Linked DNA regions of Mus musculus: regions 1, 3, 4, 5 and 6 are each linked to region 2. Evidence: chromatin contacts called from public Hi-C, HiChIP or PLAC-seq and promoter capture Hi-C data. All regions are on one chromosome and are shown on one strand. The core of a region is the stretch at or near the end of the contact, and the rest is flanking DNA. Distances in the headings are between cores, read along the strand shown.

The links. Promoter capture Hi-C pulls out the DNA fragments that hold promoters and counts their contacts. Hi-C and Micro-C count contacts between places; a contact is called where the count stands out from the background. HiChIP or PLAC-seq counts read pairs in DNA pulled down with a chosen protein or histone mark.
Region 1: a contact with region 2 is called in an H3K4me3 HiChIP or PLAC-seq map of fetal liver, with 5 times the contacts expected there. The contact joins the enhancer-like site here to the promoter of Scamp5 in region 2. A contact is called at or near these places in 7 of 39 promoter capture datasets (the 3T3-L1 cell line, the C10 cell line, embryonic stem cells and 2 more), 5 of 484 Hi-C or Micro-C datasets (B cells, the G1E-ER4 cell line, the HL-1 cell line and 2 more), 3 of 115 datasets of contacts at active chromatin or transcription factors (embryonic stem cells, fetal liver and microglia) and 1 of 9 other capture datasets (liver).
Region 3: a contact with region 2 is called in a Hi-C map of bone marrow-derived macrophages, with 20 read pairs. The contact joins the enhancer-like site here to the promoter of Scamp5 in region 2. A contact is called at or near these places in 8 of 39 promoter capture datasets (the C10 cell line, the HPC-7 cell line, cranial neural crest and 4 more), 1 of 15 datasets of contacts at CTCF or cohesin (large pre-B cells), 2 of 484 Hi-C or Micro-C datasets (bone marrow-derived macrophages and nephron progenitors), 4 of 115 datasets of contacts at active chromatin or transcription factors (bone marrow-derived macrophages, embryonic stem cells, microglia and 1 more) and 4 of 9 other capture datasets (adipose tissue, embryonic stem cells, liver and 1 more).
Region 4: an H3K27ac HiChIP or PLAC-seq map of microglia shows a contact between it and region 2, with 6 times the contacts expected there. The contact joins the promoter of Clk3 here to the promoter of Scamp5 in region 2. A contact is called at or near these places in 6 of 39 promoter capture datasets (the C10 cell line, cranial neural crest, embryonic stem cells and 1 more), 3 of 484 Hi-C or Micro-C datasets (embryonic stem cells and stem cell-derived neurons), 4 of 115 datasets of contacts at active chromatin or transcription factors (astrocytes, large pre-B cells, microglia and 1 more) and 3 of 9 other capture datasets (adipose tissue, embryonic stem cells and liver).
Region 5: a contact with region 2 is called in an H3K4me3 HiChIP or PLAC-seq map of bone marrow-derived macrophages, with 4 times the contacts expected there. The contact joins the promoter of Man2c1 here to the promoter of Scamp5 in region 2. A contact is called at or near these places in 3 of 39 promoter capture datasets (the C10 cell line, cranial neural crest and neural stem cells), 2 of 115 datasets of contacts at active chromatin or transcription factors (bone marrow-derived macrophages and fetal liver) and 3 of 9 other capture datasets (adipose tissue, liver and pancreatic islet).
Region 6: a promoter capture Hi-C map of liver shows a contact between it and region 2. The contact joins the promoter of Neil1 here to the promoter of Scamp5 in region 2. A contact is called at or near these places in 7 of 39 promoter capture datasets (the C10 cell line, the HPC-7 cell line, cranial neural crest and 4 more), 1 of 484 Hi-C or Micro-C datasets (bone marrow-derived DN3 thymocytes), 17 of 115 datasets of contacts at active chromatin or transcription factors (the 230-238 cell line, T-cell acute lymphoblastic leukemia, astrocytes and 11 more) and 3 of 9 other capture datasets (adipose tissue, liver and pancreatic islet).

The regions. Positions count from the first base shown.
Region 1 is chr9:57,735,409-57,738,857 of GRCm38.p6, forward strand. The region is part of intron 4 of Edc3 (enhancer of mRNA decapping 3); the gene reads left to right. Among named protein-coding and RNA genes, the nearest start is that of Clk3, 28 kb to the right of the region's middle. Within about 2 kb of position 1,848, at least 13 of the 459 cell types and tissues checked have an H3K27ac peak or open chromatin away from gene starts, as enhancers often do.
Region 2 is chr9:57,466,786-57,470,270 of GRCm38.p6, forward strand. It overlaps Scamp5 (secretory carrier membrane protein 5), which reads right to left and starts at 1,275. Exons shown (of 7, transcript NM_020270.3): 1 at 1,148-1,275.
Region 3 is chr9:57,207,120-57,210,987 of GRCm38.p6, forward strand. No RefSeq gene overlaps it. Among named protein-coding and RNA genes, the nearest start is that of Gm46115, 5.9 kb to the left of the region's middle. Within about 2 kb of position 2,367, at least 1 of the 459 cell types and tissues checked has an H3K27ac peak or open chromatin away from gene starts, as enhancers often do. A contact at or near this core is called in bone marrow-derived macrophages, where this site is marked.
Region 4 is chr9:57,763,251-57,766,717 of GRCm38.p6, forward strand. Clk3 (CDC-like kinase 3) reads right to left here and starts at 1,864. Exons shown (of 13, transcript NM_007713.5): 1 at 1,824-1,864.
Region 5 is chr9:57,128,072-57,132,036 of GRCm38.p6, forward strand. It overlaps Man2c1 (mannosidase, alpha, class 2C, member 1), which reads left to right and starts at 2,706. Exons shown (of 26, transcript NM_028636.2): 1 at 2,706-2,818; 2 at 3,088-3,210; 3 at 3,461-3,584. The coding sequence starts at 2,718. Man2c1os (mannosidase, alpha, class 2C, member 1, opposite strand) reads right to left here and starts at 3,219. Exons shown (of 2, transcript NR_102289.1): 1 at 2,478-3,219; 2 at 1,911-2,056. It overlaps Sin3a (transcriptional regulator, SIN3A (yeast)), which reads left to right. Exons shown (of 22, transcript NM_011378.2): 22 at 1-297.
Region 6 is chr9:57,146,117-57,149,940 of GRCm38.p6, forward strand. It overlaps Neil1 (nei endonuclease VIII-like 1 (E. coli)), which reads right to left and starts at 2,189. Exons shown (of 10, transcript NM_028347.3): 1 at 1,968-2,189; 2 at 485-941. The coding sequence starts at 918.

The sequences.
Region 1 (3,449 bases), core at 598-3,097, 270 kb after region 2:
GTGTACTCACGTTAAATAAATAAATAAATAAATCTTTAAAAAATATATATTTTACTGTTCTGAGCAGGGCGGCCGTGGTACAAACCTCTAATCCTAAGACTTGAGAGGCAAAGGCAGATCTCTGTGAGTCTAAGGCCAACCTGGTCTACAGACAGCCAGAGCTACTCAAAGAAACCCTGTCTCAGAAAAAAACTTACTGATCTGATGTCTGACTACCTGAGTTTAATCTCCCCAGAACTATATAATGGTAAGAAAGAACTGACTTCCACAAGTTTTCTTAACACTTCTACATATATACCATGACATACATGCACAAATAAGTAAATAAATAAAAATATTTTAAAGTAAAAATTGAGAAGATTCTAATACTAGGAGAGGGAAGCTAAAAGTTCCCAAAAGAACTGTTGGAATAGAGACTAGAAGCTGGCAAGGTAGCTGGGGCCTGATAGACGAGGTGTCTGAAGTACAGGATGTGGGATAGATGCAGCCAGAACGGAAGGCCTCCTGTGCCAGGATAATGTTTGTTATAGTATTAGGCTTCTCTTAACAATTCCTTTTGATGCCACATTGCATTTTGTGGTAGCTTTAATATTGATCTGGAGGGGCTGCCTATACATTGCTAGTCTGAAGGTGCTAATTTGCAGGTGGTTTTGAAACGTAAAAGGAAGACATGCTTACCCCGAGACTCCCCATTTTGGGACTGCCACAGAATAGACTCAGTTCACAGATCCAGAGGACTCCCTTGCCCATCAGTGGAGCTGTGTCCATTGTTGATGAGATACAGGGCACAGAACCTCTCCCACTAAGGAGCCACCTTTGTGTAAAGATTGCATTACACTGAGAGGCACTTGGCTGTAAGAGTCAGGCAGGAGGAAGGCTGGACGGGGTGGACGGGAGGGAAGCTTGGATGTAGTACTGCCGGACTGGGGCCTGGAGAGTATCAGGACAGGTGTGTCTGTGAGGAGACACAGTCTGCAGTGCTGTGGACCGGAAGGCAGAGTGCACAAGTGACAGTATGGGAGTGGCAGACACATGCAGTGCTAGACCACTGGGTCCTACGACCCAAGAGTCAGCCCAGCCAGGCTGTAGAAGTGTGCAGAGAGGAGCCTCGTTTCCTGGCCTATGCAGTGTGCGCTTGAGTTGTTTTCCATGATACCTAGAAGTTAATGGGAGCGTTACAAATGCTGCGCTTGTCATGACTGGATACGGTTAGCTCTGCCTTTAGTCAGTACAGCTGTAAAATACGATATTCAGAGAAACCCAGCAACTGATTTGACTGCCTTGATTTGCAAACAATAAAGATCCACCTTCCAACCCAAACATAATTAGGTTTGGCCCATGTTCAGATGGCCAGTGTTATTGTTCGCAGTATACACGCTATGTTCTTGCTTCCTTTCCTTTGGGGCTTATTTTATTCCTCCTGCCTGTTTCTGATAAGCCTGTCTAGCTTCTTGAACTTTATTTATAAATGTTTAAGAGGAACTTTTTGGATTCTTGTGTGTTCCTTTTGGAGAAGCAAACAGAGCAGGCTCCAGTAAGGTCCCCAGCATAGGACCGCAGGCAGAGAGGATCCTACCCCACCTCACTCTAGGCTAGCTATCAAACTATGCCAGCCATCATTACAGACCGGGGGAGACGGTAGGAGACTCTGTTCCCAGCTGGAGTAGCACCTAGCCAGGGTAGAAACTGCTTGTTTCCCCTTATCTCCAGAGCTTCATTCATATTCTCTAAGACTGTGAGGGGAGAACCGGCTGAAAATGAATCTCCTTGTTCCCAGAGAGTGTCCTGTCTGTACAGCATAAGAGCTTGAAAAGCTTGATTTACAGTGTAGCAGGTCACCCATTTTAAACCAGTCGTACTTGTTCAGGTAAGTAGGTGAGGGAGTGTAGACAGAGTGAAAGCTCTCCTTTGCATGACTTTGGAGGTAAAGAGGTTTTTGAGGTAGGTGTGCAGCTAATTGGACAGGACAGCTTAGGAGTCTTGAAAATTCAGCCAGCCTTTTTACTGCTATCAGGGCTTCCTAATTAGTTCTGATAATATGTGTCTGTCTAAAGCAGGCCATTAAACATGGCCGTTTTAATCAGCTTTTGACATGTAAGGTCAGGCTGCACCTTTAGCCTTGGCACCTGGGACCCCAGTGACTTACATTTTAGAAAGGGGTGGAAAGAGAGGCTCTTGTTCTTAATGGCACTGTTTGTCACCTCTGCCCATAACAAACATGAGAGGCAGGCAGGCAGAAGCACTCAGCTGACATTTATTTTGACAAATGTTAGGCAATTTTCATTATGTCTTCCTTACATTAAATTGTATTATTCTGCCTTACTTGAGAAGACACAGGCCTAAATGCCATAGACTTGGGCTTTCCACTTGGTTCCTTTTGCCAAAACCCACAGCAAATATCCTTCTTGTGTCTGGTTTGGGCAATCTACACATCCAAGGCTGCATTCATAATAGAAATAAATGAAATTTCCCTAGAAATGACCAGTGGGCAGGCAGATTTTTCTAATCAGAATGCTAGAGCAATGGGATGATGATAAATCCACAAGAAAACTAATGTTTTTAGACTAGATCATAAATAGTGTGAGGTTTGTGTCTGTACATTTGACCAATTGGTGAGACCATGCCTGTGTTAAAGACAGAGATGCAACAAGCTCAGTGAATCATGGCTATTTATTGATATAAAAGGGTCACTACCCTACTTGAAGGAGTTAAGAATTTGGGATCCAAAATGCCTGACACAGATAGCATGCAATCCTCTGATGACTTACTAGAGCCTGTTTTGTTGTTGTTTGTGTTTTTTAAGTGTGTATGGGTGGTTGCCTGCATGTGTGACTACCACATATATGAATGCCCACAGAAGCCAGAAGTGTCAGATTCTTTGGAGTTATGGATGATTGTGAACTGCCATGTGGGTGCTGGGATTCCAGTCTGGATACATAGGTCTTCATGTATTCTCAAGAGTAGCCAGTGTTCTTAGCCTCTGAGCCATCTCTCCAGCCCAGTTCAGACAGGGAAGCTAAAAGGTCTTCCTGGCAGTGGACCTGCTTTTCTGGGCCATTGCATTTGGAAGATGACATTGTTATTTTGGGAGAACAAGACCTATGTTATTAAGGAAAGGGCTTCAGATCACAAGTTTTTACTTTGGTGTTGCTTTGTGCTTGGTTCCCTGACCTCTAAGATGTTACTGGTCTGCAGGCGCTAATATATGTGATGTGTACCACATAAACTTCAGAACTCTTAGAATTTTGTTTCTGGTGAATGAAAAAAAAATGTTCTTTTAAGTAAAGCTTGACGTTGTTTCACTGTAGACCTTCTTGATGGCTAGAAGGTTGGGTAGTGTGCATAGGGAGAAAGTGACAATGTTACTTGAGAAAACAAGTTGCTGGCTGAATTTCTTAAGCTAAGAGGAAGAACTACCTGGAAGAGAGAAATAAGAGGAAGCAGAGAGC
Region 2 (3,485 bases), core at 25-2,524:
CTCTACTAACACTCCATTTTCGATGGCCCATCCCTGCCACGGTTCTCTCTCAGCAATGGAGAGCTGGTCCTATCTCTCCAAGTTCCCACAGACGCTAAACTAGCAACCCCAAGCAAAATCTCTCTGCCAACCGTGGCCCTGCCAGAATCATCTCCCTCTTTCACAGTCCTGATGGAGAAGACATAATGGGTAACGCACGGGTTGCACATTTCTCTAGACCATCCCTCCCACACACACCACAGACAGGCTGGGGTGGAGCAGCAGTGCTTCATGCCCACCTCTGAACTTTGTCCATTACCACACTGAGATGCCCTCTCTCGCCTCTGCCTCCTTCCAAATCCCACCTCCAGAAAGTCTCCTCCTGACAGCTGCTGCCTCTTGTCTCTGTCTCCAGCCCTGGCCTTTGCTGATCTCCTCAAGTCGGCCTTTAACAACCAATTATCAGTCCTAGTCTTACTTGACTCCCCCAGACTCCAGATCAGGAGAACCTCAAGGCAAGGACGGGGATTGGTTCTTACACATCTCCCCTCCTTCCTCGTGACTGACTGGTGCTAATGCTGGATGCGCTACATCCAGCACCCCCATCCCACTCCCCAAAGCCCTGGTGGTATCCGGGCCCTAGGCAGTGCACCCATCCCCCTCCTCCAAAAACCAGGCTGCTCAGACCCGCGGTACAAAGGTCGGCCTTCCAGGGATGAGTACAACTTGGGTCCACCTGCAGGTGCCTTTTGTGATACCACGGTCACTAGATTCCAGACGTTCCCATCCCCGGCCGCATGCGCCATCCCAAAAGGAGGAGGCCGGCTTCCAGGGAATGCCAGGTGGAACTCGGGGTTTGTGGGGTGGAGGGCCCAAAGCCCAGGCTCCATCCAAGGGCCTGACGTCACCCAAATCCCGGGCTCCCTCTGCGGGGACAGAGGAAAGAGGAAACAGGAATGGGGAGGAGGATTTAGGGGTGTACAAAGAGCGCTTACCACCCCAAGCAGGAAAGGTCACCTCGACTCCCCACCTCTCCAGAAGCTCGACCTACCCCCTCAAATGAAGAGGGACTCTTTGAAGGCAGAAAATTGGAGCCGCTGACACCTCTCCAACCCAGCTCGTAGCTTCCCCGCAGTGCCCTCCTTGGGTCTCCAGGCCCAGGACTCACCAGCCCCGACCGCTCGGCTGCAGAAAGGTAGTCGCGCTGCGCCGCGCTGAGCTGCGCTGCACCGGGCGATCAGGCGCGGAGCGGGCCGCGAGCGGCTCCCGGATTGGGGGCGGGGAGCGTGCGCGCGCGTCCGAGGCGGGCCCGCGCGCTCCCGTGCCGCCCTGCCTGCTGCAACCACTCTCGCGAGACTCCCACACTGCTCGTAAGGCTATTCCACGAGCGCTCGCGAGAAGCAAGGCACCGGCGCCTCCGCACCTTGCAGGAGCTGTCCGTGGTGCTAAATATTCGGCCGTTCCTCGTCCAGGTGCTAGGTGGGCACCTTGGGGACAAGAGCACAGTGAGTGCATAGAAAGGAGAAACATACAGTAGTGCCAGCAACTAGTGCCTTAACTTCCACATCTGCAAAGTGGGAAGAATAACCCCCATACCAATCGCAGGGACCTGTGGGATGTACCGGGAAAGAGGAAGAGACAGCTTGATGAGGGGCTGGAGAAATGGCTCAGTGGTTAAGTGTACTTGTTGTGCTCTTACAAAGGGTTGGGGTTTGATTCCTAGCACCCATATGGTAGTACCATAACCCCAGTTCCGGGGATCCAAATCCAGAGTGCTTGTCTCTGTGAGTTCAAAGGCAGCTTAATCTTCATAAGTTCCAGGACAGTTGGAGCTACATAGTGAGATCTCAGAGACAGACAGAGAGAGACAGAGAGAGCACAGGTGTGTGGGTTGATTCACATCAATATTCCTAGCCCTTCCAAGACACAGGCAATGGGGTCAGTGCAAGTTCAAAGCCAGTTTATCTACACAGCAAGTGGGGAAGTACTGGACTACCAGGATACACATGAGCTACTGTCTCAAAAAGGAAGGGAAATAAGGAATAGAAGAATAAGGAATAGCTCTGAAAAAAAAAAGACAAGAAAGAAGAAGAAGGAAAGAGATAATAATGTACAGATGTTAACAGCAAGAATGAGAAGGGACCAAGGTAAATGCTTACAAGTGCAGAATTAGTGTAGCTCCGAGACTCCTTGGCGACATGGGGCTGGGGTAGGAAGACAAGCTGCCATTGTGAGTGGTGTTTACATAGTAAAACCCTGTGGGTCCTCCACAGCCAAGGCCATCCCCTGCCCTGCCAACCAATGGCTTCGATCCCTCACCCACACCACCCTGGGCCTGGAAGAGGGCTTCAGTGGGTGGGATACACTGCAGGGATTCTTTGCCCAGACTAAGGGCCCATTGTGTGGCTCTAGCCTGCTGGCACTGGGGCCTCACTCCCACAGCTGGCATGGGAAGGGAGGGAGAGGAGAAGAGCAGACAAGAACAAGTGCAGAAGAGACCAGAAGGAGGCTGAGCTGGCCGAACAGGAAGCAGCAGAAGCTACCAGACCAGCCAGAAGGAAGAGTCCCAGCCTTCAAACAGAGACCAGATTCTCTTTTATTTTCAATTTCTTTTTATTTTTTATGATTATTTTGATGTATAAAAATTATATATAATTTTTCATTGTTATATTTTGTGCGGGGTGTTTTGCCTACATACGTGTCTGTGCACCATATAACCTGCAGTGCCTGTGGAAGTTGGAAGAGCACATGGGACAATCGTCTAGGGACTGGAGATGGTTGTGTTCTGCCATCATTAGGGTCATGGGCATAAGACCCTGGTTCCTCTGGAAGAGTAGCCAGTCCTCTCAACCCACAGAGCCATCTCTCCAGCCCCTGGACTTCCAGGTTCAAATGATTGAGTATGTTAGGCAGGTAGCGAGCAAAAATAAAAGAACAAACAGCAAGTAGCAGATGTGGAGTAAACATCAGGACATCGGGCTGACAACATCTAGCAGAGGCCTGGGGTGGGGTCAGGGGACAGCCATGCTGTAGTTTCCCCCACTGACAGTATCTTTGTCAAAGAGGTCCAGGCTTCCTGTTCACACTGGAGGCAGATTTACACCACGGTAACATCTGGGGAAAGTGTATCTTCCAGCTGTGCACAAGAGCACAGTGTTTTTACTCTTGGGTTATTTTGCTCTACTCTCTGCCAGTCACAGAAGCAAGGCGCCAGCCTCCCCCCAGACAAAGGGCTTTGGTGGACACTTTATATAAGAATGCTTGGGTCACCGGGCAGTGGTGGCGCACGCCTTTAATCCCAGCACTCGGGAGGCAGAGGCAGGCGGATTTCTGAGTTCAAGGCCAGCCTGGTCTACAAAGTGAGTTCCAGGACAGCCAGGTCTACACAGAGAAACCCTGTCTTGAAAAACTACAAATAAATAAATAAATAATAAAAAAATAATAAAAAAGAATGCTTGGGTCAAGATTGCTAAGGGAAATCCCCCTACATCCAGTTTCTCAATAAA
Region 3 (3,868 bases), core at 1,117-3,616, 260 kb before region 2:
TGGACCTGTTGTTCTAGGGCCTGTAACTTCTCGAACAGGCTTGTAGGTTAACCCTTTAGTGGTAGAGCAGTGGGTACTCTATCAGCAGTGGCCCTCCTCACAGTGGAGGCAGCCTCTGCTGCATCCTGCTTATGGACAGCATGGACAGTCTGTAACTGTCTTTGATGACATTGTTTCAGTACCTTTATCAGGATCTTTTCCCATAAGTTCATGGCTATATCTGCCACATATGGATTAACCTTCCTACCTGATCTTCCAGTCCTATACATTTTTTTTTTTTTTTTTGGTTTTTCGAGGCCCTGGCTGTCCTGGAACTCACTTTGTAGACCAGGCTGGCCTCGAACTCAGAAATCCGCCTGCCTCTGTCTCCCGAGTGCTGGGATCAAAGGCGTGTGCCACCACGTCCGGCACACTTTTTTTTAAGATTTATTTATTATATCTAACTACACTGTAGCTGTCTTCAGACACTCCAGAAGAGGGCACCAGATCTCATTACAGATGTTGTGAGCCACCATGTGGTTGCTGGGAATTGAACTCAGGACCTTTGTAAGAGCAGTCAGTGCTCTTAACTGCTGAGCCATCTCTCCAGCCCCCCAGTCCTATACATTTAATCAATTTTAGAGTTTGTATTACCTGAGACAATTTCCCAATCCCTAGTTACTGTGCAGATACCTTTTGAAGTGGCCAAGCTGGATTCCAGGGATCTTGTGAAATTATTATTACATCTGTTCCAGTTGTCCACTAGACCTTCAATCTCAATTCCATCTAATTGTTACTACAATTTTGGTCTCTCATCATTTATAGCAGTTTGCCGAAATACCTGTTGTCTAGTACTTGAATCCTCTTGTTTTATCTGTTGTAGCTACACCATCTTGATTGAATGGTTTAGTTAAGTTTGGAGCAGCACTGTCTGTCATAGTAGGTTTTAATTTTTCCAGTCGCTTTCTCAGTCTCTCCTTGGCTGATAGGGAACAAATGGCTCTTGTTTTTTGTTGGGGCCCAAGCAAAGCCCCTTAGACAGTTTTCTGACCATAAGGAATTGCCTCTAATATCTCTGGATGAACTACATTCATAAGCGTTGTGTGCCCATCTTCTGCATCTTTTACATATTCCAGGGTTATCATTTTTAAAAAATTTGTTTATTATAAAATGTGAGTACACTGTCTGCAGGCACATCAGAAGAGGGCATCAGATCCCATTACAGATGGTTGTGAGCCACCATGTGGTTGCTGGGAATTGAACTCAGGACCTCTGGAACAGCAGTCAGTGCTCTTAACCTCTGTGCCATCTCTCCAGCCCCCTAGGGACATTCATTAGAGAAAAATGTATCCTGTTTGCTCACAGTCCTTTAGGAGCTGGCTTGGTTCTCCACAGCCATAGCATTGGACAGCCTGAGCTCTCATATCTTCTGCCATTGTCTGTCCATCCACAACTAAATTGTAAGCATTACATCCAATATCTGAAGTAGTTTTAATCCACTCATAAATAGGTACAGATCGGGTACCAGAGATGGCTCAGTGGTTAAGAGCACTGACTGCCCTTCCGAAGTTCCTGAGTTCAAATCCCAGCAACCACATGGTGGTGGCTCACAACCATCTGTAATGAGATCTGACACCCTCTTCTGGTGTGTCTGAAGACAGCTACAGTGTACTTACATATATATAATAATAATAAAATAAATCTTTAAAAAATTGGTACAGATCTGGCTCTTAAAGATCTAACAGTCTTTTTGCATTCAGCATTAGCTTTCTCAGAAGCAAAAGACTCAATTATTTCTCTAGCATCTGTATCTGATATTGCTCTATTTAGAGCTGAAGTTAATCTTTGTTTTTTTTAAAAAAAAAAAGAAGTCAGCCAAAGGGTTTGTCTGAACCCTGGGTTATCTTTGTAAATGATCCAGATCATTTTCCCTTGTTCAACCTTGTCCCAAGCATTTAAATGACATTACTTTAAGGTGGCATCAAAAAAAACATAATTTGTACTCTAGTTCAGAATATTAACCTCCACCTAGCAACTGATCCTTGACAATATTAATATCTCTAGTTTGATTCTGTTGCTCCATAACTGAAGCCTCATCTGTCTACCATGTCAGCCACCGTAGTTGAGGGCCAGGTTCTAACATGGATGACATCAAATCTCTCTAATCTTTTGGAATTATACAATTTTTGCATGGCCCAGTTATTATCTGTTTCACGTAGGGTGAATGCATGCTATAAGACATTATTGCTTCATTAAGTCTTTTTAAGTCTAGTATTTCTATAGGCTGCCAGCAGCCAAATACTTCAAGCCAGTATGATTTCTCTCTCCTGGAGCTACTTCTCTTACAGTAACTGGAAAATTAGTTGTGGGTTTTCTAATGGGCCATCCTGTAGGTGGCGCCGTGGGCTCAAGATTGGATTTGTCTGAAGGTTTCTTTATTCTTATCTACAGGATCCTCTAATCTCTGTTCTATCACTTTTAATCTGGAATTCCATTTCTCAATCTTCTCCTTATCAAAGTCTGCTTTATTCTGATCTTTCCTTAAAGAGAGCATTGAAAATTGTGGTCATTACCAAACATATATTTCTATGCTGATATATGAAATAAAATTATACCGGGTCCACTTGCCCTCTGCCATTGTATATTCCACATCTTAACAAAATATATTTTCAGTTTTAATCTAATTCTCTCCTTCCTTCAGAGACTTGACTTTATTATTCTCAAACTAAATATTTCCCTTATTTCAACAGCAAAGTACACTTCTAACTGTTTCTACTTGTTTCTTTTACTGCTTTCAAACTTAATCCATTACCAGTTCAGAAGCTTGAGCCTGCAGCTTCTCAGTCAGACAGCAAATTCCTGAAAGTTCTCTCTCCGTGGGGCAGCAAGCTCCTCAAGCTAGCAGACACACCTTCTCACAATAACCGCAGTAAGTATTTAATTAACGCTTGCTTCCAATTTGGTTCAAAATTTTGGAACTGGTCTTTCTATCACAAATTTAACAGTTCTCTTCCCCCTTTCCTACTATACATACTTATGTGTGTACATGTATATGTATTATTTTATATATATAGTATATTACATATGTGTATTATATATACATAAATGTATAATATATGTATATTTTGAAGTATTTTGTATATTGCATATATTGTGTGTGTGTGTGTGTGTGTGTGTGTGTGTGTGTGTGTGTGTGTGTGTGTGTTTGGAGAAGGACATAGATCAGGTCACATGGGCTTCGCCCTCAGGATTCCAACTCTTGATAATGAGCAGTTAAGCAGTTCTCATAACCTTTAGGACAAAGATACATTGTATAACAATTTATGGCTCATCTTAAGTTACCAAAGACCAGTTTTCCTAGTAGATTTAGCAGCTGAAGTATTAATAATACTTTTCTGCGATGGTATAATTATAGTTTAGTAGCCCACTACAGTGTGTGTACAGATAATCTTAGTTTGCTATAACATGCCATGTATGTTATTTGGATTCAATTTTTTTTTTTAGAAAAATAATTTTTAAAAAAGAGTAAGTATGAGGGGGAAAGTTTTTTTTGAGGATTTATTTTTGGTTAAAAAGGGTTAACAAAGAGATGGCTCAATGGTTAAGAGCACTGACTGCTCTTCTAGAGGTCCTGAGTTCAATTCCCAGCAACCACATGGTGGCTCACAACCATCTGTAATGGTGTTTGATGCCCTCTTCTGGAGTGTCTGAAGACAGCTACAGAACTTATATACATAAAATAAATAAATGAATCTTTTTTTTTAAAGGGGTTAATGAGAATATTTTGGATAGCAGTGGATTTTGTGTGATTAAAAAAAAGGGGGGGGGGCTGGCAAGATGGTTCAGCGGGTAAGAGCACTGACTGCTCTTCTGAAGGTCCTGAGTTCAA
Region 4 (3,467 bases), core at 614-3,113, 300 kb after region 2:
AAAAGGCAAAGTGGTCCTGCCCATCCTCACCAGGCAGACAGAGCACCCTAAGCATCCTATCTGGAGGATGTTGTAATGCGGTCTAATCTACAGCAGACCAAAATTTTCCTTCTGGGACCTAAGTGGATTTCTATGACCACATATGTCTACTTGAGTGGAAAGTCACAGCCTCAGAGTCGAATGCCAACCTGCTCCACAGCAATACCACTTCACTGTTGCCTTTAGGCAAGTTATTAAACCACTTTAAGCTTCAGCCTCCTCTTGAAACAAGGGAACAATAATCTCTTACAGGCTCCATAGGAATTAAATGTCTGCCCTATAAAGTCAAAAGCCTAGCACAGGTTTGGGCCACAAGAAGTACTAAAGACAGCCTTTCATTAGCACTGAGAAGGTTCCGGCTAACACTCAGGGCTATGTTGAATGCCTTAATTTATAATTCCTTCCAAGGGACCGGGTAGGAAGTTTTGGCAGGAAACCTTGAACTCGATCCCAGTGTTGCCACTTACTGGCCCTGTGGCCTTATACAAGTCACTCTAGACCTAAATTGTCATGCCTGAAAAATGAAGATAACACCTCTCATACTGGCAAAGATGGCCCAATATTTTGGCCATGAAGTACCACACATAGGCAGTAATGGAGATAATCTCCCTTGCAACGCATCCCAGGCAGGTGAAAAATGGGAGCTACCAGGTGGCCCATGTCCTCCTCCCAGCCAGGTCGTTTGAGCCTATTTCTCACAAATTCTCCGATTCCATGAGTCCTCGGCAAAGAAGCTTTTTAAAACGTAAAGGCCACAATTATGCTTTGGGAGGCTCTGCTCTGAACAATGAAGAAAAAGGCAATGTGACCAATGAGACCAAGTTACTGGATGCCAATTTTTCTATGAGCACAGGCCTCTCTGGCTTCTCATTTGCTGTTCCTGGCTAGAGAACCGGGCTAACAAGAAGAGCAGCCAGCCAGGTCAGCGGCTGCCCTCCCGGATTCCTGCCACCCAAGCGACCCATGGTTATTTTTGGCTGGCAGTGCCCCACCACTGCAACCTCAAACCTGCCACCTCGCAATCTGCGGCTGCCACCGGGCAAAAACGCTCCTCCTTTTCAAGGGCACGGAGGAGGGAAACTGGAAGGCCGCCAACTCCGCCTTGATGGGGGCTAGACTCTGGCAATTCCCACCCAAGCATCAGGGCACCCGCACCCGGAACTAAAGCATAGAGGCTCCCGACCGGACCGAGGAGCAGCCTGGACATTTGTACTCCTGGCTTGGTCTGGCCCATTCTCCGGGATGGAGCGGTTCCATCATAACAAAACACGGAGGGGGCCGGCGGCCCGCACTCGAGTCCCTTCCTTCTGCCCGAATCCCAGGGATCTCAGAGCCCCGTTCCCCGTAACCGCCAAGGGAAGACCCGGCGACCAAAGGGATGGCCAGCCTGGGCCAGAATCAAACTCCAGGCGGCGCGCGAAGGAGATCTGCGGGCTAAGCCTCGAGCTCGGGGCAGGGAAAGCCTTTCCAGGATAGCCTAGGTCGGACGCGACCCAGCCAGCGGGCCGGCGCGGGACCCAAAGGGAAGCCTCCCAGCCGGCTCCGAGGCCGCTGGAGCTCCGCCTCCAACACCGCGGGAACCAGAAAAGGGGTCTGCAGTGACCGCCCTCAGGGAGAGAAGCGGCGGGTCAGGGGTGAGAGGTCGGGACCGCGGCCTGACGTGGGCCGAAGAGGGAAATAGGTCCAAGCCGAGACCCGACCGGGTGGCACGGTACCCGTACCGGCGTGGCCGTCCCCACCGACTCACCCCAGCTGCCCGGCCACGGGCTCGGGCCCACACTCACCGTCTCCCAGGCTCCGGCTGCGGCTAGGCCCCACTCCCCACTCCGAGCGCCTCTTCCGCTTCCGGCTCTGGCCTCCGCCCGTGGCAGCACCGCCCCCTCGCGTGACGCAGCCGTCGGCGGCCCGGGCTCGACCCGGCCCAGAGGCCTGACCGCTCTAGCCCCGAACTCGCAGACTCTGGGGGACTGGCCTGCCCCGCCAGGGTCCGGGCGACATCGGTGGAGGTCTCTTCCCGGAGGTCCCGGGAGCAGCCTCGGGCCGCGGCCTGCCCCTCTCCGTGTGGTGCTGCACGTAGGCCCCCGAGGCCGCATCGGTGCGCGACCACGGTCTGAGGACGGCTCTGGGCCTAAAGGAGGAACCCACCGGACTGCCAGGCTGGGGCCGCTTCCCCGCCGCGGCCCAGCTGTGCTCGCCAGCCTCTTCCTGCGCGCGGAGAGGACCGGCATTGTTCTCCCGGGGCCCGGGAGGGCGCTAGAGACGAAGGCGGTCGGTGCGCCCGGGCAGAGGAAGGCGGGCGCGACTCCGCTTGCGCGCAAGAAGCAAACGACACATTCTGCTCTCGGCTTGTGCGGGTTTTTTGAAAGTCCTGGTGCCACGCCCCAGCTGGCTCGAGCGAGCAGTCTCCGGGAAGATCCCCGCGAGCCTCGGCGGTGGGGTCTGACGGAGAAATCGTCCCCTTCCCTTGAACACCTCAGAGCGTCTTGCTGTCAGTCTTGCTAGGAAACCCGCGCCACACAAAAGCCCCGAGCCGCGCCGCGCTCCCGCTCTGCCACTCGAGTCACTCAGCCCGTCCTTTCGCTGCGGCATCGGGCGTGAGGCACCCAGTCTAGACCCCTCCCACCTACTGTCCAACGCTTTGTCGTGGCAGGATCATGAGGTCTTATTTTTTTTTTTTTCAGAAGAGAATACAAGTCGCGGTCCTTTGGTTGGGCCTCGCTTTGACAGCGTCCCCGCCCCCGCGCGTCGCGCAGCCAAGCGGGCGGGTGCCGCGCCTAATTGCCCCACGCCACGCGAGGTCCGCGAGGCTGCGGCGGCCGGCCAGGGCGGGGCATAGCTTTAGGATCTTGCTGACTCAACGCGGACAGCCAGGGTTTCCCAGGTGTCCCCTCCCCGTACGGGATGCGCGCCCACCAGGTGCTGTGGCTCCCTAGGCCCCCCTGCAGTGATGAAACTGCCTTTAGAGAGCTTTGCCTCTGGTTCTGACGTAATGGCCCGGCATCTTCATCACCAACCAAGTAAAAGCGGTTGAGTTAAAAAGCTGGGTGATTATGTTTTGCAAACTCAAACTGACTCATAGTCACCTTCCAACCCCACAGACATTCAACAGCCATTTCAACTGCTTCTGCCCGAGTCCTGCCCCATTGGTTTCCAGCCTAGAAGCCAAAGATTGAAATATCCAGGCGTCAGAAGATGCAGCTCCCACCTGAGGCCAGGCCCACACTGATAGAATTTCCTTCGTTCACAGGTTTCTGTGGTGTCGTCACCTCCTACCAATGCTGCCCAGCCATGTTTCCATGGCTACGGGAAAATAGCATCCTCCAGTTTAAGGCCGACATCCTCAAAAAGTTCCCATCTCCTGCCCTACCCCAAGTGTCAGAAATGAGATAATTTAGACCGTCTTCCTGCCTACCATCCTAACAGGAAAA
Region 5 (3,965 bases), core at 1,456-3,955, 340 kb before region 2:
TTTTAACTTGGTTTTTCTTTTTTGTAAATAATGTACATACTGTCAATTTTTTATTAAAGAAATATGCTTTGATGTGCTAGCATAACTGCTCTAGCTTCTTGTGTACCATAGTACCATGTGGCTTCAGATTTAGTACCTATAAACAGATGTACAAGACATTTATTACACTTTTTACCAAAGGGAGATACCATTGTAGTACTTTTGTGTAAAACTTGTCTTTCCCCCAACAACTTACTTTCTTTTTCCTTTTTTTTTTTTTAAATGTAAATAAAGCTTGATTCTTAAGGAAATAAGTAACATAAGTCCCTTGTCCTCTCCAAAGAGCTGTTGTAAAGTTGGGACTGGCTTTAATTTCTCCAGGTTACAAATAGGATTTTGCTTTAAATAAATAAGTACTTGTAATTGTCAAATTAACATATCAACAGTGAGGCCAGTGGGATGGCTCCATAGATAAAAGTGTTTGCCACATAAGCCTGACAAGTTTGCTCTCTGGATCCAATAGTGGAAGGCAAGATCTGACTCCCAGGAGTGCTGTGCCCTGTGGCACCTGAGTGCCTGTTCTTGTGCTCACGCACAGGCACACCGCACCTAGGCTCCTATTTCCCCTCTCAAAGTTCTAATTTCCCTTACTGGGAATAAGGCTACAATTCAGGATACCGAGCCAAAGAGTCAAGTGTATTTGTAGAAATTCGAAGGGAATGAATTTTACATTGCTTAGCAACATACACCAACAAATGCTTTTAAAATTGTAGCGTGGGCCTTTAATCTCAGCACTCAGAAGGAAGAAACAGATCTCTGTGAGTTCAGAGCTAGCCTGGTCTACATAACTTCAGGATAGCCAGGGCCACAAAAAGACCTTGTCTCAAAAAATAAGATTAAGAAAATTTTTTACATTTATTTGTATGTGTGCACATATGCATCAACGTGCAAGTGTCAAAGTCAGAACAACTTGTAGTCAGTTCTAGGACTTGAATTAGGTTTCAGGCTTGGCTGCAAGCGCATTTATTTGTGCTAGTATCCCCATCCATCTCACTAGACTCCACTTCTTAAAAGTTACATTTAAACGTGATCCATAACATTGGGGTGGGGTGGGGGCTCAAATGTGGTTGGCCTGGACTTTCTGAACAACAGACTAGCTGTCATAGAATTCGACAGCCATCACCTAGCAAGTCATAACCAGGTATTTTATCTTCCATTTAAAAATCCTCAGTCCTGGGGTCAGTGAGATGGCTCAGCTGGGTATGGTTCTTGCCACTAAGCCTAAAGACCTGAGTTTTGAGCCCCAGGCCCCACATATCCCACCCCCAACCAAATAAATTGTAACAATGTTTTTAAAATCCCCAACACCACCATAAAGAAAAATAATTTGACTTCTAGGTTTTCAAAAGGTGGCACAGTCCTTTAATCCCAGCACTTGGGAGGCAGAGGCAGGGGGATTTCAGAGTTCAAGGCCAGTCTGGTCTACAAAGTGAGTTCCAGGACAGCCAGGGCTTATACAGAGAAACCATGTCTTGAAAAAAAAAAAAAAAAAAAACTCATGAATTTTGCCTTGGACTCCTGAATTCTGGGAATACAGGTGTGTGTCACCATATCCTGCTTTTAGGGTGTTTTTCTCATAGGAGGACAAGGAAACTTGGAAGTAATCAAGCCTAATGGGAAAATGTAGGGCAGTGGCTGAGGCAGCATGCCAGGAAGAAAGGGTCTGGCTTCCTCAGCTATGGTTCACCTCTCCCCCTCTATTTCCTTAAGACTGCTGGCCTAGAAGGATGGGGAGCATGGGTCTGACCAGCAGCAGCCTTGGCAGTTGCTACCTATGTACTATGTACTGCACCTCCCTGCAGGTCAGGGTAAGATTTCAGGGCCCTTTTAGGAGAAAAAGTCCTTGTGACCAATAAAACAAGGGACTTTGCTCAAGTTTTGACAAGTTATTTTAATTGGCATTGTATATTTCTTACTTGATCATTTTTCTGGGTAACCTGCATTTGGAATGTAAACCTGGTTATTTCCATTAAAGCAGGCTAGTTAGATTCCTCCTGTATTATTTTCTTCCAGACTCCTGCAAACGTTAAAGCTGGAGGTTAGCATTCAAACTTCCTTGCACTTGTTGACCTGCGTTAGATCAAAATTCTGGACATTGGGGTAATGGGCAACGGTGATGCATGTAATGTAATGGAGGATTACTGGTGTGCAAAGCCCCTTTTCTGTATTTCTGAAAACACCCGAAGTAGCCTTGCGCTTTTCATATTATGCAGTTACCAATGCTTGAGTAAGTGAAGAGAATGGAAAACTAAACCTTTCCCATGCCCTTCCAGGGGTTCCCTCCCTAGCCCTTCCTTCAGAATACCAAGTAGCTCAGGCTGTACTCAAAGGCGCTACATTGTCGCAGATTACTCCAATTTACACTTCCTGGTCTGTGAACTTTGTGCATCCTAGGCAAGCACTCTCCCTACCGAACCACACCACCAGCTCAAACTTACCATTGTATTTTAAAATAATTTACCCAGCTGTCTGACAGCAAGGCTGAGGTGAGAACCGCGAAGGCTCAGCTTCCGGGTTTCACTGGGAGGCTCCCCAGAGCCAGCCTCTTGCAAAAGCCGTGGTGTTCCCAGAAAAGCTGCTCGGGTCTGTAAGCTGGTTGGATGCCGGAACCTTTGGTTCCAAGCGGTGCAACGAGCCGGCAGCACCAAGGATCTTCCGGGGAGGGAAGGCGCATCGCCATGGCGGCAGCGCCGTTCTTGAAGCACTGGCGCACCACTTTCGAGCGGGTGGAGAAGTTCGTGTCCCCGATCTACTTCACCGACTGTAACCTTCGCGGCAGGTGTGGTCCTTGGCCTACCACACCCGCGCGCTCTCCCCTTCCCTTCCGGAGGGAAACCCAGGCCGTGGCCAACCGGGCCGCGGAACAAAGTTCCCGCCACTGCCAGGCCAGGGGCTGGGGAGCGAACGGTAGAGGTTGGTCTGTGCTGCTGAGCTGCCAGGCAGTCCTCACGGCCTTAGCCAAGGGAGAGCGTTTCCCCAGCCATCCGCTGGCTCACGGGTGGGACAGGGGCGGCTTCGAGCATGCGCCCATCAGCTGCTCCTGCCCAGGCTCTTCGGGGACAGCTGCTCGGTGACACTCTCCAGCTTCCTGACGCCCGAGAGGCTTCCCTATGAGAAGGCGGTGCAGCAGAACTTCAGCCCTGCGCAGGTCGGCGACAGCTTCGGACCCACGTGGGTAACGCCCAGTTTGGCGAAGCTCCGCCCCACGACCAAACCCTAGTCTGCTAGATAGCAGAGTGGCGCCCTCTGCTGAGAGAAGCTCCTTTATCCTTCGGCGTCTTCACTTGAGTATTTTCATCCCTGCTGCCTCTCCCCCTTTCCCTTTATTCTTTGACCATTTCTCTGATGCTGCACATGCATGGAGAACATCTTAAAGCCGAGGGTTTCCACTCCTAGGCCCATCAAAATGGCTCTCTTACAGATGGTGGACCTGCTGGTTTCGGGTAGAACTGGTCATCCCTGAAGTTTGGGTGGGCCAGGAAGTTCATCTTTGCTGGGAAAGCGATGGAGAAAGCCTTGTCTGGCGTGATGGGGAACCTGTCCAGGTGAGGTGTCCTCTCTTAGAGCCAGATACTGCCACAGATTAGCCTGGTTTTTGGAGAAGCCACAGCTGAATGAATGGGTCTCCAGAGTAATTTCATGATTTCGGAACTGAGGAAATTGCCAGTGTTTAGACACACCCGAAGAGGTTATCAGATCCCATTACAGATGGTTGTAAGCCACCAGAATTTGGACACCAGTGTTATAAATCCCCAGTTTTCATAAGCTAGTTTTATTGTGTATAGTACATATGTATTGGGGGAAACTTCAAATCATTCTAAAATGATATAAAGTAAGGTATTAAGTTATCTTCCCATGAATAATGAATTTCTTTTAACTGCACTTCACATTCCCCAGATGTTAAATGTTAAATGTCATACCAGGTT
Region 6 (3,824 bases), core at 939-3,438, 320 kb before region 2:
CCCAGCTTGAAGGTCACTTCCCTAGAATGGCCATGCCTCCTGAGATCCCCACCTTTGGCCAAAGTCTCCTGGCCCCATCTTACCCGCACGTCATCAATGTGGTGAAAGTTTGCTTTGCCCACTGCTGTCCCCTACAGAGCCTGTCTCACAGCAGAGACCCTTATTGCCTCTTTAGAGGCAGGTTCTGATGACAGGGACGGTCACAGAGGAAGCCCCAGGACATAGACAGGTAAGCAGTCAGAACAGAGAACCAAAACTTGACTCAGAAACTCAATCACTAGGCTATCCTCTCCCCACTGTGCAAGCTTGTTTCTTAAGTACTACAAAAGCCTGATGCTGTTTCTGTATCCTCAGACCTCCGGCTGGTCTCCCTCCTTTGGGCTGCCCTCTCATAGACACCATCTCGATAGATGAGGGACTGAGGCTTAGTAGAGGGCTGGGATTTGTTTCTTATTGGTCTAGTGCTCCACATACCCAGGCCTACCTGAACCGTTCATACTCCAGCAAGACACAGGGTCCACGGCCTGGTTGCCATTCACCCCCAGGATCCCAGTGGCCAAAGCGACGGATGTCTACGAAGCAAAGGGCAAGCCGGGGAGCAGGTGGGGCTGTGTAAAAACGTAGATGGGCGTGGCGGGGCAGTGCCTCTGCGGGTACCAGCTGGAAGGATCCTGACATCCCAAAGCGGAAGACAAGGGACAGTGGCTTCTGAGGGGGCTGGGACCCAGGCAGGGGGCTCAATGTCAAGCGCAGCTCCTTGCCTCGGGCTAAAGCTGAGATGTGGTAGGCACTGCTCTCAAAGGGCACCTCCGGGTTCCGGCTGACAGAGGACTTCTCCACACACCCACCAAATACCAGCCCCTTACATGTCTCATTCACAAAGTGGCTGGCCAGGTGCAGCTCTGGGCCCTCTGGCATTCTGAAGGAGGAATGGCTGGGCCCTGTAGTAGGAAGAGGACAACAGGTCGTGCCAGAAATGTCTTGTTCAGTAGGAATTATTACCAAGTTTGTACAGAGGAAAAGTCAGAGACACAGAGAGGCATAGCGCCATATAGGATAGGCAAAGAAATGGTGGCCTGGCCACCCATCCAAGGTACTGGGTACCAGGAAGCTGAAGCTGGGAGGCACATGGCTGTCTTGCTCACTGGTGCTTTCCTTCCATGGCCTCCACACCTCGCTTTAGAATACAGTTCAGATTCTTGCTGGAGCCTATTACCTTGTGTCCCCCAATCCCTCCTACCCACTTACAAACCTGTTCCTCCCCAACTCCTGGCCTTTGCCCCTGCTGCCTCCCATCCCACACACAGTAGGAAGTTTGAAGGAGGCCTTCTCTCTCCCTAATCCACATCTTAACTTAGGAGCTCCCAAAGTTCAAAGCTACTCAGCATCTGTTCTAGCACCTCACGGCACCCAAGGCAAAGCTCGGGTCACTCATCCACTACAGCTCAATCAGGCCCTGAATCTGTCTACATCCATGGAGGTAGAAACTCAAATGTGCGCTGGACCAATGGGATTGACCTAGCCTGCCATGGTCACCCAGGCAGAAGAGAGAGGCTTTCTCCCGGCTGCCTTCTTGTCAGGACAGGAGGCAGAAGTAGGAGAAGGGTAAGCTCCAATCTGTGCACAGCCCTGTTCTCATGGATCCCTGGGGTGCCAGGAAGGACAGGGCTCTCGTTCTTTGTCCTCACCACCCTCCTCTATCCCTCACCTCGCGCTTTGCTACTAGCAAGATCTGAGGAGAAGGTAGGTAGGGAAGACGGGCGGTTTTAAAGTAGACGCGTTGGGGGCTTGGCACCAAAAAGGGTTCGGTTTGCGGAAAACCTTCAGAGTCCTAGTTTTGCGAGGTGTGAGATAGCGCACACACCCAACAAAATTTTGGTTTCTCTGTCTTTCCCGGGCTCCCAGATCCTTTAGATCTTCACCTTTACTGAGACCCCGAATCGCCCCCATTAAAGTTGAATGAATACCTGCTCTGGTTACTGCTCAACCTGAGGCAGCAGCCAGTAAGGGGTTAATCCCAGCAGTCTGCCGAACTTCAGAGCACGCTGGGAAAGGCTAGAGACACTCTGGTACCTGCTGGGAAATGTAGTTTTCTCAGGCAGGCGGCGCAGTATGGAATGGAGTTCCTTATTTATGAGAATCCCGGGTGTTGGGCAAGCTTTGGAGCAGTCGCGTAACCCGGAGGTGACGAAAGAACTGTGAGCAGAGCCTTGTTCCGAACTGGTGCCCGGAGTCGCAGCTGCGTCTGCAGTTGAAGTCACCAGTTAGCCTGGCCAGGATTGACGCCAGCAGCCGGAAACGGCGCTGTGTAGAGCCACAAGCAGCTGTATGCGAGGCATACACAGGTGCAAGATAAACAATCCCTGGGGACCCAAGATGGCCGTGTCAATGAGCAGTCAGATGTAACATATAAACAACTTTATCACGGCCTGCGGGAGCTAGGGGGCCGAGAGGGGGGAGTGCATCCGGCAATACCACAGGGGCTTATATCTGGGGCAGCACTAGGTAAAGTCAGGAGTTAGGCACAAAAGCTTGGTTTGACTGTCACAACCTCAGGCAAAAAAAAAAAAAAAAAAAGTGTCGGCAAGATACCTTTTGCCAGGCACAAGGGATCGATTCAAAGTTCAGGAACAGAAGCTGAGGAAGGCCTGTGTGGCTGCCGCAGGGGTGAGTGGTGATGGGTAGGCTAGGGGAGAACAAGAGGAGAGAAACATTGGTGAGGCTAAGCCTCAAACGTCCCTGGGAGATGGAAGCAGCATTATTAAAACGTATAAAAGAGAAAGAAAGCCTCTGCAGGTGCGTTGTGCTGACCAACAGCGGAGACTCACCCTTTTACACACTTATTTCTCTTGTTCCTCCAGTCACCCATTTACTCATTTCTTATATTTTTTAGGAGAGGACGGTTAAAGAGAGGGTCTTGCTATGTATTCCTCATTGTCCTGGGCCTCAGACTGGTTCCCAGCTTCCCCTGATCTTCTCTTCAGCCTCCTCAGTAAGAACTGGGATGATAGGAAAGGGCCACTGTCGTGGTTTGAATGAGAATGGCCTCCACAGGCTTCCCGTCTCATCAGGCGGCTGTACTCACGTGTTCAAGCATGAACTAGCAAGCTCGCACACACATGGGGTGGGGAGGGAGATGATAAAAATGTCTTAAGAAACACAGCGTGTGGAATATAAGCAGAGTGGAATATTATACACTGCCTGCCACAGGTAGCAGCATAGGTGATTTTGAGGATATTATGCTAGGTGGTAGGTAGGTCAGTTACAGAAGGACAAACACTGAGATTCCATTTATGTGAGAAGTCCACATTAATCAGACACACAGAGTGAGGAGAAAGATTGTTGAAGATGGGGTAGGGGAGGAGAGGTTGATAGTAGGAATAAAGTTCCAGTTGCCTAAGATGAGCAAGTGCAGCATGCGGTCTGTAGCTAACACTGTTGTACAGCAAACTCTCTGTTGGATTCTTTTTTATTGTCGTTGTGCTGTGTATATGATGTGTGTGTGTGTGTGGGAGGTATTCATGTACCACAGTGCACATGCGGAAGTCGGAGTCAGGTCTCTCTGGCCAGTTGAAGCAGGCCTCTCTTGTTTATGCTGCTGTACTGCACTCCAGGCTGGCTGGCCCCAGAGCTTCTGAACAGCTCTCCCGCCTGCACCTCCCATCTCCCTCTCCATTTAAGAGGAGTTTTGAGGTTCTAGATGCTGGCTATAACATGGGTTTCCCACCTCAGAAAGCAAACGCCTCTACCCCTGAGCCATCTTGCTGGCCCGTGTTAACTGTTCTTGTCACAAATCAGGGAGTATATTTTATCTTCTGCTCCCT